2 separate regions of the Mus musculus genome follow, and region 1 is linked to region 2. A link is a contact called in public Hi-C data. All regions are on one chromosome and are shown on one strand. Each heading gives the region's core, a stretch centred on a gene start, on an enhancer-like site or on the middle of the called end of the contact. The rest is flanking DNA. Distances are from core to core; before and after follow the strand shown.

Evidence for each region. A called contact is a pair of places that touch in the nucleus more often than the background predicts.
Region 1: a contact with region 2 is called in a Hi-C map of muscle stem cells, with 4 times the contacts expected there. The contact joins the enhancer-like site here to the promoter of Crbn in region 2. A contact is called at or near these places in 1 of 39 promoter capture datasets (liver), 5 of 484 Hi-C or Micro-C datasets (CD4 T cells, CD8 T cells, Th1 cells and 2 more) and 4 of 115 datasets of contacts at active chromatin or transcription factors (astrocytes, regulatory T cells, regulatory T cell precursor and 1 more).

Annotation. Positions count from the first base shown.
Region 1 is chr6:108,841,879-108,844,578 of GRCm38.p6, reverse strand. Edem1 (ER degradation enhancer, mannosidase alpha-like 1) reads right to left here. Exons shown (of 12, transcript NM_138677.2): 4 at 1,481-1,652. Among named protein-coding and RNA genes, the nearest start is that of Edem1, 15 kb to the right of the region's middle. Within about 2 kb of position 1,373, at least 96 of the 459 cell types and tissues checked have an H3K27ac peak or open chromatin away from gene starts, as enhancers often do. A contact at or near this core is called in CD8 T cells, Th1 cells, muscle stem cells and 3 more, where this site is marked.
Region 2 is chr6:106,798,789-106,801,488 of GRCm38.p6, reverse strand. It overlaps Crbn (cereblon), which reads left to right and starts at 1,402. Exons shown (of 11, transcript NM_175357.3): 1 at 1,402-1,498. The coding sequence starts at 1,432.

The DNA.
Region 1 (2,700 bases), core at 124-2,623, 2.0 Mb before region 2:
TGACACTCAGCTAATGGCCCAGGCTCACTGTGACTCAGTCACCACTTGTCATGTCACACTCAACCAACACACACACAGTAAGAACAGAGTCTGTCATCTTATTATGACATTACTCATAAACCATCTCTTTCTGCCAAGTATCCTTCAAGATTACAGAAGCACCAAGCTCAAAGGTGTTCTGAATACAAATGTCCCTCAAAGGCTCATGTATTTGAACAGTGGGGCTGTTGCCTGGGTTTAGAGAACCTCTAAGAGATACAACCTTGCTGGAGGAAGTGCATCAATGGGAGTGAGTGGGCTTTGAGAGTTTATAGCCTCATCCTACTTCCTGATCACTCACTCGTTCTACTTCCTGTTCACTCTTTCTGCTTCCTGTGTGAAATGAGACCAGTCAGTCCCCGCTCCTGCTGCCTGTGCCAGTCCTTCACTGACATTTCCTACTCTCGCTCTGGAGCCATCAGCTACAATACACTCTTCTGTCACATCGCTTCGGGTCCTGGTGTTTCATCACAACATCAGAAGTAACACTACCATGAGGCTACACACAATTACAAGCTATAAATGGCTTCTAAACTTCAAGGAGTGTCTAACAACTCCTCAGCAAACACAAACAACTGGTAGACTGGGACAGAGGCAGCAGCTCAGCCCAGTATGACAGCCAGTTACATCATGGAGGGCCTGTGGTCTGGCATTTCTCCCTGCTTACCACGAAGGCTCACACAATTCCCAGAGGAGTGATTTGGCTTGCTAAATAAGATGCCACAAATATACAATCTCACTTTAGCATCTAATTGGCTGTTTCTACAGGCTTCACTTACAGGCATTTGAAGCATTCAAATGAACATTCACTGAGCTCTTCCAACACATGAGGATCTTTGGGAAATATATCCAAGTCAGAAATGAAGAAACATTCTCTATACTGTCTAGTAAGAGAAAATCAAACCACACATGAACAGTGAACATGGTTCTTCAAGGCAAAAGGCTAATTGCTCTATTAGTGTGTGTCTACCACACAGAAGGTACTCAGCAAATGCTGAAAGAAGTTTTAAAATTTGATATTATGGGGTGAAAGAGATGTGGTTAAGAACACTGGCTGTTCTTTCAGAGGACCTTGGTTCAATTCCCACTACCCACAAAGCAGTGCACAACTGTCTGTAATTCCAATTACCTCACACAGACATGCAGGCAGAACACCAATGCAGATTTTTTAGAAATGACATTATGTTTAGGACCAAATCCCCTCCAAGGACATAGCTCCCTTCTTAAACCCAGGCCCATCCCTTTTATAAGTCTTAATTCAAGAACACAGTGAACTGTGAACCACAAAGGAACAAGGCAGCCAGATCTGGTAACTCATGCCTGCAATGCAACACCTGGAAGTCTGAGGCAAAAAATACACAAGTTCAAGGTCAGCCTGAGCTACATGACACAAGACCAGTTCTCAAAAACAGCAAAACAATGAAACAAACCTGTCACTTACCCGAGGATAGGGGATCCCTGTCTTGGTGTTTTCAAAGGCTGGAAGGAGCCGCACAGCCAAGTCATGGGCCATGTACAACAATTCATTATCATAATCCTCAATTGTCATGTCACCAAAGGGCTGTTTGGAATCAGTTATTATTCTGTGAGCAGAAAGGAGGCTTCCCAGAACCCTAAGAGCAGGAAATAATAATAATTGTAACAACAACAACAACAACAAAAGCATGTTCTTACAAGTGTACAGAATCCAGTTTACAAAGATAAAACCTGACTCTCCTTTTCAGGGTCCAAGCTGCCTGGAGCAGAAGGACCTGACTCAGCATCTTGCTACAGTTCTCTCTGGCTCTAAGTAACTGATTCTCAGCTCACTGCACTGCTGACAAAAAGAAGGGGAATCAGTCATTCAAGACAACTGAGGATACCACCTAAAGCTTTAACTTCTTAATCTTAGGCATTAAGAAGAGGAACTATGTAACTTCTGCAGGACTGACTGCCAGGACACTGATGAACCCTTTTAGATTTGTGGCCTTGTATAGATATAAATGTCCCATCGCAATTGTCTAAAAAGGACGGCAACGTTTTTCAAACAAACGATTTATCTTTTTCTTGTTTTGGAATAAATAACTTCATAACTTCAATTTCAAATCTGGATCTGGATGGCTGTGTATAATATAATTTAGTAAAACAGAAAAGAGTCAGCATTTCACCCTAAAAAAATTCAGGCACAAAATTGGGTATAGGCTGAGTCCACCATATTTAGCAACGAGTGGGTAATAAATGAAAACCATACAAGAAGAAAAGACATCCAAACAGCAAGCAGTGGATTTTCGTGAGTAGAGAAATGCAAAACTCCATGAAAAACATGAATGAGGTTCTGGAGGCAGTAAATGAGCAAACTAGAAAGGACATGAATGGAGTCGGTGGAAGTGCATCTGAGGGGTGTCTCTGTTATGTACCCACTGTAAGTGTATTTCTGTGCGGTTCAAACTGTGATGTCATATACACATCAAAACTACAAGTTCGCCGGGCGGTGGTGATGCACGCCTTTAATCCCAGCACTTGGGAGGCAGAGGCAGGCAGATTTCTGAGTTTGAGTCAAGCCTGGTCTACAAAGTGAGTTTCAGGACAGCCAGGGATATACAGAGAAACCGTCTCAAAAAACCAAAAAAAAAAAAAAAAAAAAAAAAAAAAACCAAACAAACAAACAAAAAAACCCGACAA
Region 2 (2,700 bases), core at 153-2,652:
TTTTTAACTCGATCATAAAAGGCATCAATATTGTATATGCTATTAAAGGGAATACATCTGGGACATTTGCGTTCTGGTTTTAACATTGGGTAAACTGAGTCCTGGGGATATAAAAGTGACTTGGCCAAGGCCAGAGTGACTCAGGGACAGAAGGCTGAGTGATATGGAATTGATAGTGTTAGGCTGAACCCCTGCTCTTCCCCTGTACAAGCTGGGAAACCCAGTCTACTCTCCTTCCCTGATCCCCAACCGCGGAGTGAAAACTCCACCTCTGTCTTGGAGAAAACTCCGGGCTAACATGTCAGCATTTCCTGGAACCCACCCAAGAGTGGCTGCCAGGGGATCAGTTTTTAACCAGGTATGGGCAACAACCCCATCTCCTAACCAACAAGTAATCACTCCTCACCAAAACTCTATAAAGTCACGTTGCTTAAACCTGGGTGTTTGACTTCACTGACCTCCACCTGTGAGACCAGCGAACTCCCCTTAGAGCTGCCTCCTGATAACTATGCCTTTACCTACTTTTAATCTGGTCTAATCTGGCCTATGTGTTGGTCACCATAGGAAACGCCTATCGGATCCAGTTACCATTCCAACGTGTTTTTGGGTTGTGAATTTTTTTTTAATGCAGCATTTTTTTCTTGGGGTAAAAATGTCTTCAAACCTCAGATTCATTAGTTTACTTTTTTTTCCTTCCTCTTATTCTCTGCCTACTACCACTACTTCCTTCTTTAGATATCGTTTGTCATTCCATTATTTTCTTTTCTTCAGTGAAAACGTGTTAGAAATATATTGTATACACTCTTAAAATTGGAAAAAAAAAATCCATCCACAACTCCAGTGCTAGACAATTCTCTTTCTTTTAGCATGTTGTAATTGTTTTTTACCATACATTGATCCATTTTTCTCTTAGTGAAGCCATTATGACTAGGCTAGTTTATATACTGACAGTTTTATTTTCCAGGTGATTATCAGCCTTTTTTGTCCTTGCAAATCTTTGCTTCATACTGATACATGTTAATTTGGGGCTATATCCGAGGGCTACTGAAATCGTTTTAAAAATCTGCTATATTCCAACGGCCCCTGGAACAGTCCATACTTCCAGACAAAAGAGGATGCTGTATAAGGACGTGTTTGCTCCAAGTGGACACTAAAAACACAGACTTGGGTTTCCCACCTGTCAAAACGTCTTTGTGGCTGAGAAGGGAGCTGTGTAACTTGTGTGGGGTCAGTGGGTCATGGATAACTTTGGGTTTCTTGTCCTCCTTAAAGATGGTCCTCTTCATTTGGCTCCGCTGTGCCGCTCTCGGCTCGCCTCGTTGGAGCCGCCAGGGGGCGCTGTGGCCCGGGAGCGTGGCGGCGGCGTATCGCAGACCCTCCCCCTGCGTGCCGGCACCGCCCTTTCCCAGGCTCCTTTGCGGGTAAACAGACATGGCCGGCGAGGGAGATCAGCAGGACGCTGCGCACAACATGGGAAACCACCTGCCGCTTCTGCCTGGTAACCTCCGGGACGGGCGCCTGGCCGTGGGTGGAGACCGAGGACCGGGGCCGATCCCGCAGGGAGGACGGGGACAGCTACTCGGGCGCAGCGGCCGGTGGGAAGCCTCCCGTGTGAGCCTCGCCCTCCGCAGCTCTGCGCTTTCCTCCCGGCCTGTCTCCTGGGCTGTCGGGGATGTTGGGGCCACGGACTTTGGTTTCCCAGAGCAGGGACCCCCATTCCTTTCCATCTTTCTCCCAAGCCGGCCTCCCTGAAAATTTTGTGGGAGTAGGCGAAGTTGAGAACCGGGTGACATTAGCAGCCGTTACTTTTCCTGCTCATCTGCTTTCTCATAAGACTGACAGCTAACATGCAGTAGGCATTTGCACGTCGTGGGCCCCGCAGTGAATGCTTTGCGTGCATTTCTGCTTTTATTATTACACCTGTCATCTGTCCAGAGCCTTGCTTATGGAGGAGAAACTTATCGACGGGTTGTTAAATGTATACCATCCAGTGACGTGGAAGGTCACACAGTTGCAGATAGGGCTGCGCGGTGTACTGATCTGCCACCACAGCTGGTATCTCTTAGCTATCTCTCTGTGGAGGTAGTTATTTAGCGGTTTTTCTCAGGTCTGCAAATAATATGCCTACTTTTAGGGTACTCAGGAGAACGGTATTACCGATTTCTCCTGCTTACTTTATGCCTTTATGGTTTATGACAACTTATGTTGCAGTATTGAATGCTGAAAGTGGATGAACTAGTGGTACGGACTGTTCTTAGAATGCTGTAGAAACACAGACTATTGCCAGAGCCTTTTGGTTGTAGTTAAAAGCCATGCAGTCTGTTAACCTTGTTTGTAGGAAAAACATCAGTCGGCTACTTTTAGGAGGGTCACAGTTAGGATAAGGCTATTGAGAATAATTACAATCACAGGTGCAGTTCATTTAGAGCCATATAAGCAACTGCTGCTGGGTGTACTGGGTTTGTGTTTTTTGCTGGATTGGATACCAGGCACTCCCAAATCCTCTGAGCTATGTCTCCAACTCCTGCTGTGATTTTCATGGGTAGGGATTATTGTGGGATTTGAAAATCTTGTGATGGAGATTCACTTAGGGTTCATTTGTGGACTAGGTTAGTCCTACATTGTTGAAACCGTGCATCCTTAGTCATTTCAGTTAGGAACTTTTTTGTGTGGGGTGTGAAGAAATAATTTCAGGTTTCA